Regions from separate parts of the Gossypium hirsutum genome. Here regions 2 and 3 are each linked to region 1. Evidence: chromatin contacts called from public Hi-C data. All regions are on one chromosome and are shown on one strand. Each heading gives the region's core, a stretch centred on a gene start, on an enhancer-like site or on the middle of the called end of the contact. The rest is flanking DNA. Distances are from core to core; before and after follow the strand shown.

What was found. Hi-C and Micro-C count contacts between places; a contact is called where the count stands out from the background.
Region 2: a Hi-C map of leaf shows a contact between it and region 1, with 2.6 times the contacts expected there. The contact joins the promoter of LOC107952070 here to the promoter of LOC107952077 in region 1. A contact is called at or near these places in 2 of 34 Hi-C or Micro-C datasets (both in leaf).
Region 3: a contact with region 1 is called in a Hi-C map of callus, with 5 times the contacts expected there. The contact joins the promoter of LOC107952072 here to the promoter of LOC107952077 in region 1. A contact is called at or near these places in 2 of 34 Hi-C or Micro-C datasets (callus and leaf).

Annotation. Positions count from the first base shown.
Region 1 is chrA02:46,858,564-46,862,341 of Gossypium_hirsutum_v2.1, reverse strand. LOC107952077 (long chain acyl-CoA synthetase 4) reads right to left here and starts at 2,130. Exons shown (of 19, transcript XM_016887322.2): 1 at 1,848-2,130; 2 at 1,176-1,239; 3 at 978-1,067; 4 at 772-828; 5 at 572-620; 6 at 293-369; 7 at 1-33. The coding sequence starts at 1,999.
Region 2 is chrA02:47,203,715-47,207,492 of Gossypium_hirsutum_v2.1, reverse strand. LOC107952070 reads left to right here and starts at 1,773. Exons shown (of 5, transcript XM_041085628.1): 1 at 1,773-2,140; 2 at 2,247-3,778. The coding sequence starts at 2,026.
Region 3 is chrA02:47,162,664-47,166,441 of Gossypium_hirsutum_v2.1, reverse strand. It overlaps LOC107952072 (probable GABA transporter 2), which reads left to right and starts at 2,100. Exons shown (of 7, transcript XM_016887319.2): 1 at 2,100-2,408; 2 at 2,485-2,715; 3 at 3,163-3,206; 4 at 3,445-3,631. The coding sequence starts at 2,324.

The sequences.
Region 1 (3,778 bases), core at 881-3,380:
GTGTTCTGTTGAGGCCGGAAATGTTTTGAACAGCTAAAAGGGAAAAGAAAAACCTTACATGAGAAACCCAAAAGAAAAAAGAACAGAAATTTTGTGAAATTACAGATTCTTGTATCAATATCAACTATGCAAAAGTGAGCAGAAAGCATAGAAGCAAATGCTGATAATAAAAATAAAACATCGAATCTATTTTGTAGATAGATATCTTATTTTTGCAAGTATCTAGAAATATCTTTCCCAGTAGTTGCCATATCACTACTAGGGTTTCAAATATAGATGTAAACAGGCATACCTCATTAATCTTCTTTTCCTCTACAAAAGCAATAGATATTTCTGCATGGCATATGATAAACTCCACAGCACCAGCACCTACAAATATGTAGCAACGGATCAAGCATTCAAAAAGAGTAGCAGGCGTGTTGGAATGCAAGCATAATTTAAAGAGTTTTAAGGATATTATGATGACAGACTATATGAAGAGTACATAATACACATAAGATGGCTGTTTGAGAAAGGTAGTTGTTTGGCAAAAACTGAAAGAATGCTTTTGTTGGATCTCAAGAAGAAATACCTAAAGTGTCATATAAAGGAACACAATAGAGTCCATGAGCGTTGCAGGCCTGTATCAACCTTGCAACATTAGTAAACATTTCGGGCAACAAGCAATCTGGTAGCAAATAGTATGATCCAAAGAAACAAGTTATAGCGACATCTAAGTAACTTGAGATGTCCACTGTGCAAATCAGATGAAACATGCCAGAATGATCATACCTCCATGCTTATTATCCATTCTGGGCAATTGGCACCATAAATACCACACTTTCCTCCCTGTAAGCAAGAATAGAAAGCTTAACATTATTTTTTTTAAAAACGCATCAATTGTGGGTGGATATTGACCCCAGAAATAGTATATTTGTTATAAAAAAAATTGACAATAATTTTACAATTAAAAAGAGAAAAAGAAGTTAAAGCATTACTTCCACAACATCACAACTTCGGATGGAATTCCCAACTTTTATTACAATGTCATAAACTTCTCTGTAAGTTTGCCACACGTATTTTCCAGCCTGCAATCAAAGCAGGTCAATTTAGATACATGAACTAAAAGTCAAAGGCAGCACTACAAACAGAACGCAAAAGTAACAAGAAAAAAGGAAACTGCAGCAGCAACATACTTTCCCATCCACAATCTGTCGGCGACCAAGCATACGGTTGTCAGGATATTTCTCAACTGACATACTGCAAGGAGAAAATGAAATCGAAATCATCATCCTCAAATAAAACATTACTTTTTCGTAAATAGGAGTTGTCATACAGTTAGTTAGCAAGTTCAATCAGCCCGTATCTACGATTCAGCTAAGTTATAAGGAGGCAATATTTTAATCTCCACATGACAGAAGCATCAAAACCAAAATAATTACTACTATTAAACAATTTATTTCACAGTTTTACATTGAGTTGAATGAAAGCCATCGATCTTTCAGCTATAAGAATGGAAATACCAGTAACTCGATTCTTGCTCTGTGTGAGCGTTAAAATTCAATAGTTTCAAATATTAGGCGTTTCGATCTGCATATAATTTTCTCATAGGATCCTTAAAAATACGTTTCTCGATTTCATCGCCACTTCGGCGCGAAATAAAAAAATAACACAGCCAACAAATTAAAAGAAAAATCTACTCAACTTAAAAAAGGGGAAGTAAAAATTCAAAAAAAATGGCAACTATTTCGAAAGCCATCTGAAATCAAAGCAAAGAATAGAAGAAGTCAAATCTTCTCCTAGTTTCCTTATTTTCTTAGCAGCCAAGCAAGAAGCTTAAAGTAAAAAAGAGAAAGCTAAAAACGAACCGGAAAATGTCCCAGCAACTCTCCATTCCAGGAATCGGAGCAGGGAATCCATTAGCAGCGAAAGAACTGCGATAAACAGGACCGATCGACGGCTGTCCATCGCTGGCGTCTTTACCTTTCTCTACCTCTATTACAAAATTATTTCCAGCCATTTGATCAAAATGTCCAAAATCAAACGATCCTTAGCTAGCTTTCCCTTTTATATATTCTCTCTTACAGCTCTCAATATATATGGAGGGCTCTGAGAGTGAAATGTGGAGAAGAATCTTGAGAAAATATATAGCGCCTAATTATTAGGTGGCTGTAGGTGACCGGTAAGAACGCTGTTTCTTTTTTATTATTAATTTTTATTTTTTTTTTAAGCTTGGGCAAGTATTTATACTGTAATATTAATAAAATATATATATTACTCAAATTTTGTATGAATTAAAGTAATATGTACTAAATAAATCAATTTATTTTTAATTTTTATTTATTATCCAGTTAAATTTATTTAATAAAATTAAAATATTTATATAATTTTCTGCTAATAAAATATTTAGGGCTTTGAAAATCACATAATTTAACATTTCATTTATTTTCAAATAATTTAAGTCAAAGTTTATAATTATAAATTAAGTAAATTTTATTAATAATAAAAATAAATTTAAAATTTTTAAAAATAATAATAACCAATTCTTTATTTAAATTATAATTATTAGGGTTCTACTTTTAAAACTAGTTCCAACTTTGTACAGGAGAAGAGCAAAATTAAAAGGTCAAAGAAGGACCACTTTGGATCTGTGGTGTGTCAGACAGTTCAGTTCGTATTAGATTTTAGTTTTTGATAAGCTGGGCTCACGATTGGAGGTTTTTTCTCAAATATTACTTTTTTTATTTTATTATTTATCAAAATATTTTTTTGTAATTTTTTCTTATTTCTCAATTTTTTTTTTATATTTGGACTTCGGCACTTATTGAAGATAGTATTATATTTGAATTGATTTTTTTATCCATTCAATGGAATGTATTAATTTAATTTTTGTTATATTATATTTATTTACTAAGAAATAGTTCAAATTTTACATATATTGAAAAGTTAAAAGATAAATAATAATTGTATAAGTTAAGAATGCATAATATTTAATATATATTAATTTTATTCGAAAAAATATTTTTAATTAACTTTTTAATTTTAATATTAATTTAAACAAAAAAATCAAATTAACTATCAATAAGAAAGATGGTAATATGGGATATAACAAATTTAAATATTTGAATTTGAATTTTTTTAATATTTTTAAAATAATCTAATTACCTTTTTTTAATATTCAAAATTAAACATTAATATGTTTTAAAATTGAAAAAATATTTTTTAGCATTTTAAATAACTTATTTTTTGAATATTTAAATGTATTTAATGTTTAAAAGTATTTATTACATTTTTATAATTAAAAAGATATATTATCAATTTCAAAATATAAATTATTTTTTTTCAATGTTCCTTATTATTTAAGTCCTTGTAACTTTTATTGTAATATCATAAAATTATCAACAGCTTTCATAAGGATTTTGTATAATTTTAACATCAATTTATAATTATTATTTTTTGTTTAGAACATTTATTTCTATAAATAATAATTTTTAATTAAATTATGAACTACATAAAATGTTGATGTGTCAAGTAAAAACATTATCCATTTATCATCATTTAAAACATGCCAACTTAAAATTATTTTTTTAAAGATGTTTATAATATTGTGGGATTGCTTGACACGAGAGTCAGTGGTGGTAAAACTGATGTGATTATTGCTAATCTGGATTTTCAATTTTCTTATCTGATTGAGGCTATTAGTTTTTTCGAGAGTATTTGAATTGGGTGGAAGGATTCTATTAGAGTTGAAGTGGTTTGCAGTCACTTTCAATTTGTTCTAATTCGGATTTTCAATAAC
Region 2 (3,778 bases), core at 524-3,023, 350 kb before region 1:
GTTATTTTATTTTCCTTGAGGAAACGTTCAACCATTTTATGTTATTATCACATCTCTATACTAATAAATAAAAGCAACTAAGCAAAGGGAAAAGATTCTGATTTATTTAAGAGTATATAACCTTGTCTCCCGTAAGAGCTTGTAGACAAAAAAGAAAAAAGAAGCTTAAGTTTGACTCCATTTAATTCCAAGAAAATTAAAATTAATAACACACCCACCAAAAATAAAAGTAGCACTAATTGCCTCATCTTTGCTTTCTGATTTCACCTTATGGATGGTCTAATGTCAAGACCATATTGTTAGGAGGGATAATCACGGACCCGAACATAGACCGTAAAACAGACATAAAGTATATATAAAAAATTATTAATTTAAATTATACTATTTTTAAAAAAATTTACCTCAAACATTTTATCACACGTGTAATACAATTTTAACTCATAATTTTCACATAATACTTACAAAAAACCAAGCTTATTTTTAATTAACAAATTTAATTGCTACCATTTGAGTTAAGATTAAAATTTCAAAATTCGTTAAGTATAGGGACTAAAAAAGATTAAATTGAAGAACATGAACTAAACCACACAATTAATGTGGGACTAATAGCAAGATTTAACCTAATTTATTTAACTATTATCATTTGAGTCAAGATTAAAATTTCAAAATTTGAAAAGTATAATGATTAAAATTGACTAAAATAAAATTTAAAGACTAGATATATAACTTACTCATAATATAGAGACTAATAACAAAAATTTGACCAATTACTAAATGTGATACAACTTCTATTTTAAGTTTTGGCTAAATTCATGATTTAGCTCCAGATGTATACCCATTTTGCCACTTTTGTACTTAATTTTTATTTTTATTTTTACAATTTGATACTTAAAGTATCAATTTCCTCTATTTTCAATCTATTTGGTAACTACCGTTAGGCCACTTTGGCCAATGGAAAAGTGCCACATAACTTGTTCTTGATCAATGAAAAAATTCCATGTGGCAATTAGATTTATTTAAATTAAAATATTAAATTTAAATTAAAAAATAAAAAACTATAATATTAAATATTTAAATATTAAAAAACACTGTTAACTTTGATCAACCATTGACCGAGTTGATCGAGTGTTGGTCTAGCATATGTCACTATTAGAATATGTCACATGTTTTTTTTAATATTATATATATTATATTGATTAAAAAAAGTAAAAAAAAATTATATATAATACAAAATAATATATAACAATTGAAATTGTTATAAAAATTTAAAAAATATATTTAAATTTCAAGTAATTACAAAGAAATCTTGAAATTTAAGTATAATTTCATAAAAAAAATTATTTTTATAATTTTTACAATTTCTTTTAAAAATTCTTGTAATAATATTATTAATTCCAATTAATTCCTTTTCAGTTATCTTATTTTATTATAAATTTTCTATAATTTATATTTTTTTTCTATTTTTTGTATTTTTTAAATGTATATATATATTTAATAAAAAAATATTTGTTTTTTACATGAAGTCAAACATGTGGTGTATCAAAAATAAGTAAAAAGGAGGCATACTTTTGGTATTAAATTGATGAAAAAAATATTTAAGTACAAAATTAAAAAAAATGGGTATACTTCAAAATTTGTGTAGGATCAGTTCAATACTTCAATGGTAAACGTTGATTTCTTCTTCGAAAACAAATCATGTCAGTCTCAGACCCATTGAATTACTTTCTTCGAACCAAAGAAAGCCAGGTTTGCTCTTCCATGGCAGCCTTTTCCAAAGAAACTTCGACACGTCATCGTTTTGGGCCCCCTTCTTCTAACGACTAAACCCACCACTGAAACTACAGATTGTGACTTTTTGTATTTTTTTCTTTCCCTCCAAACTTCTGCTTTAGTCTTTTACCATGAAACACAGATTCTTTGACTTTTTAAACATTAGTCGTCTCTCAAAAACACAATTTTGAAGCCAAAATTAAGATACCTAAAGCTTGGTTTATCTCTTTTGGGATCTTTTAGTTTTGTTTTTCAATGGCTGAAGAATCAAAAGCTCGGTTAGTTCGTTGCCTGAGGTGTGATAGTCTTATAAAGGAGCTTCCTCGGTATTCTTTCTTCAAGTGTGGTTCTTGTGGTGCTGTTCTTCAAGGTTAGAATTCTCCTTTAACAGTTTTAAACTTTTTATTATGTTGGTTTCTCTGCAATTAGATAGACTGTATCTGAGAGAAATTTGCTGCTTTTCTTTGAAAATACAGCAAAGAAGAAAGAACAGGTGAGTAATGTGAGGGAACATAGGCTTAATCCTGGTAGAATCGAGAAAAGAGATGGATATGTTGATGATTATATGTCACAATCAAAGAATCCAATGAATAATTGGGCTCATCAAAGGCATGATCATCATGATTTGAACATTAACAGGTCTAGATCTGTTAATTCAAGTAGGGAGAGCAAATTTGGGGTTTACTCGCCCAGATTAGATAACTTGAGTAGGTCTTTGAGGTTGAAAGGTGTGGATAGAGATGGGTTTGGAGGGTTTTACAAAAGGAGCCTGGAAGCAATAGATGAGGGACCTTCAAGTTATAGGTCTGCTTCAGCCTATGGCTACTGTAAACCAGTGAAGGGATTTGAATGTCTAGATGTGCCTAATGGGGTTCGAAATTTCGAGAAGGATCGAGCTCAGGTGCTTAAGAAGCTGGATGAGTTAAAGGATCAACTGAGTAGGTCTCATGATATGCCCCAGAGACCTAGGGAACTGGTTCCGAGTTATAACAAGATGGACTCAACTGACCATCTTGGTAGTTCTATTGGGATGTCTTCGGCTCATCTTCGGTCTGGACAGTATCATTATTCAATGAATAATGATGAAAATGTGGTGAACTTCTATGGAAACTACCATTCAGTTTCGAAGCATGCTCGTCCTCACCCTCAGCAAAGGACTTATGGCTATGAGCATCATCTTGCATCATATATGAATCAAGAGGAAGCCTTGTATCACCTCACTGCATGCTCATGTTTATATTGCTATGACAAAAACCGGAAAGGCCCTTTGCGAGTTACACCAGCTGCTTTTGGCAACAGAGGTTCTTTGAAAGACCCTTGCAATTCTACTTCGAATCATTATGTGAGTTCTAACAGAGTTGGGCAACACTATCTACCTAGACCTCAATCAAACTTTGAAGATACACCGGTGCACTTATGGCCAAGTGACATCGGTTCGGATATTGATGATTTTGGTCGAAGATGTATTAGAAAGGTAGTGCTAACCGAAAGGAAGAATCGGCTTTGTCACCCTATAGCCAGTGGTGCTCCATTTATAACATGCTATAATTGCTTGGAACTGTTAAAATTGCCTAGAAAATTCAGGAAAATGATGGACAATGAGCAGAGATTACAATGTGGTGCTTGTTCCACTGTGATTGTGTTTGAAATGAGGAAGAAGGGACTGATTATTTCTGTCCCTGGAAATCTCAAGCAAACACCTACTGAAGCCGAAGAAGCGTCTAATGGATGTTTTAATGCTGGTGGCACCATCCAACAAATTTCAAAGGAAGATCAGAGTCCTCCTAATGTCATTGATTGGAGAGATTCACCAGGCTCTTCCGAGCTTCCGTTTAGTTCCGATATTTCCACAACAGTTTCAAGTTTACCTTTTCGGGATAGGACTAAACCAGAACATCAAGAGAATGTTATCCTAGTGAAAAGTGCTTCTCAAGCTGTTTCCGGAAAAAATTCACTGCGGGGGACAACTGAGGCGGAAGTTTCTTTCAATAGATGTCGGAGTTCAAGT
Region 3 (3,778 bases), core at 851-3,350, 300 kb before region 1:
TAACATCACCTTACATGAAACCTTCCCTTGTAAATACCTCCAAGAAAGAGGAAGAAGAGAACGACTCTCCAATATACCAAACCTACACTCTACTAACTCATCTTTAGTCCCTAACCTTCATATTCTCCTTATATTCACATTTTATAATCTCTGATTCTCTGCCCTAGTTAAGTGAACTGATCTCCACAACAATCACCATATTCTCCTCCATATCTTCTTATTGTATCATTGTATCAACATAAATTAAACAATGCGACTTTCCCTAAAAGTAAGAGCTCTTTGTCAATATTTTTTTATTATTACTTTTCCTGATTCTTATTTGCCAAAGCAATAAATTTATATTAATATATGTTTATCGTTGTTATTAATAATTTGCTTTATTGAGGGCGGCATTGATAAAGCATTATTTTTGATTCGGCATTGTTGTCCAAACCCACCACCAATATATATATATATATATATATATTTACTTTTAAATCATGTCGACATGTATAAATAATTAAATTTGGTAATACAAGTATTTCTATTGCATTTTTGTTAAATAGTAAACATCTATATTTATAAAAAAAATTTAAATTTTACTATTATTCTTTTATATTATATATAAGTTGTAGATTCAATTTTTATATTTTAATTTGTTAATTTCAATCCTTATATTTTTTGAGTTTTTTAATATTAGTCCAAATCCAAATGGTAGACATTAAAATTTTTTAGTTAAATTTTATTTTAAAAAATAATTAACTTTTACTATTTACTAAATCTTATACAACATGCATATTATTATATGTGTAATATTATGTCGACTTATTATTTTTACATATAAAAAATCATATCATTGTAGTTAAAGGATTTAAACGGCTACCAATTGAGTTAAGAATGACATTTGAGAAGAATAGGAACTAAATTGATGAGTTATACGTAGTATAGATAGTCTTAATAAATTTAAATGCTATTGTTTTACATGGATTAAAATTGAGAAAATTATAGTATAAGGACTAAACCTGTAACTGATGCAAAATTTGACCTTTACAATCTATAATCTATAATTAATAACAATAAAATAATTATATAAAAGTAGCGTTAACAAAGTAAGCTCGAGCCAATATGAGCTTGAGAAAATCCAAGCTCGAAAAAATCGGAACTAAAAAAAAACCTAAGCTCAAGAAAGCTTGATTTTGCAATGATCAACCCCCTAAACCTATTTAGATCGAGCTCGAGACCAATCCCATTCAAAACTCGAAAAAAATTTGATTAATCTCTAAGGCTATCTTTGTTTCATTGAAAATGACTTTTGAAAAATGGATTAACTTTTTGAAAAAATTGATATCTTTTAGTAAATTTTCTTGAAATTATTTGGTAAAAGTTAATATTAGTGAAACAAACAATGCATAAAAATATTTGTTATAAAATAAAATGGAAACATTATATTTTGACAATCACAACAATTTATTTTTATAAAAAGATAATATTTTATAACAATTGATATCATATATAAACTTAATAATAAACAATTACTCATTGAAACTCAATTTAAATTACATATATGAAAATAAAAAATAATATATTAAAGTTGAAAGAGATAAATAAAATAAAGTATAATTTTTAAAAAATATTTAAATTTATACAATTAAAATATTGGTTTGAAACAGTTAGATATCAACACTTTCCTAAATTCTTTTGAAGAAACTTTCCCTCGTAATACAACTTCTAACTACAATTTAAGATTTTAATTTAATTATAAAAATTTTCTAATTGTTTTAAATTTAATTGCGAATAATGTTGAGATTTATTTTAATTTTAATTTTAATTTTAATTTTGATAAAATAATATAATTATTTGGAAATGTATTTTTTATAAGGGCTAAATTTTAGGATCCACGTTCCAAAGAAATGCAACTAGTTTTTGTAAGATCTCGAATTCCATAGTCACGGAAACCAAGGAAACTTCTTGTATGGCCGACTCCCGGTAGGCTGTAGGAAAATAGAGAAAATAAAAAGACCAAAAAACCCTTACCTATCACCATATTTAATTCACACTTGGGTAGGCAGTCAGGTAATTTTCTCATACGAATTAATACAGAACCACAAGCAACATTGAAGACCTGTTGATTTTATATTTAGACGAACACATTCTATCACCCCCTTGTATGATGAATGATGATGTTTGTTCACTAATTTAGTGGATTCTTTTACGTCCTCGGGCGGCTAAGCTAAGCTCTCCCTTCATCGGGTCCTCCTTCCCCACGTGGTGGTTGCTACCGTGCGTTACTTCCCATAATAAATTAACCCTTCTTCTTCTTCTTCTTCTTTCAGAGGCACAATTAATGGCGGAGCCTCCAGAACGAGACCCGTTCCCGGAGTTCCGCCTGGATTCTGATGCCGGAGCTACCTTTGTTCTTGAATCAAAAGGTGAAGAATCAGAATCAGAATCAGAGCAAAATTATAAAGCCATGATATAACCAAATCGTTTTTTTTTTCTTTATAGGGAAGTGGTGGCATGCGGGGTTTCATCTGACGACGGCAATAGTGGGGCCGACAATTCTGACACTGCCGTACGCGTTCAGGGGACTAGGTTGGGGCCTGGGTTTCTTATGTTTAACGGTTTTAGGATGCGTCACTTTCTACTCTTACTATCTCATGTCCAAGGTGCTTGAGCACTGTGAAAAAGCCGGCCGCCGCCATATCCGCTTCCGTGAACTCGCCGCCGACGTTTTAGGTAGCGACCGACATAAATTTTCCTTTATTTCGGTCATGCAATATTCGTTCCGTGTTAGCCGGTTGCATTTTCGCTTGCGGTTCGGTATTCATTTTCAGTAATTATTAGATTTTGTAAAGCGTAGAAGTTGGATCACATATAAACTAATGGAAAATGATTACTGTCTTACAGTGACATTCCAAGTTCGATGATATCATTCCTAGAATAAAAAGAAGGTTGACTTTTTTCCATTTCGATTTTGGCAATTCACATTATACAAGTTGTATACGTGTCTTTACCTAATAGGTTAGGATAGGTGATTCTGAAAGAGTTCTTGCAATTAGGACAGAACTGAACCCAGTGTTTAGTTCCGTGGTTAAAGATGTTAAAAGGAGACGACAATGTTTCATGCAGGGTCTGGTTGGATGTTTTATTTTGTTATATTCATCCAAACCGCTATCAATACAGGGGTTGGCATAGGGGCAATTTTGCTTGCAGGGGAATGCCTCAAGGTATGGTCCTCCAATCCATCTATTAATTCCATTTGGAAGTTATATGAGCTATGAATATGACATATAATAGCAACTTCGATCTCATCAAATACATTTGAAAATTAAATTTCCATCTTCTAGCATGGTCCAATGGCTAGCTCTAGTTCGAAGATGTGACTTGAATATGGGGTAAAATTGGGTCATTTATTGCTATTCTTTTATGTTTTTCTAATTTTGCCTGTTTTTGGTTTTTGGAAAGATCATGTATGAAAACCTTTCTCCAAATGGATCATTGAAGCTGTATGAGTTTATAGCAATGGTGACAGTGGTGATGATAGTTCTCTCTCAACTTCCTTCCTTCCATTCCCTCAGACATATCAATTTTGCTTCCCTTATTCTCTGCTTGGGGTACACTTTCCTTATGGTTGGTGCTTGTATTAATGCAGGTACAGACTCCATTGACCTGCTTCCAAATCTTGGTTTATAGGTTCTTATGTTAGCCTGGTAGGGAAAAAGAAAAAAAAAAAACATAAACAGGATTCAATACTTGGTCCAGACTGCCATCACTTTTTCTTGTTTGAAGCAGAAGTGCA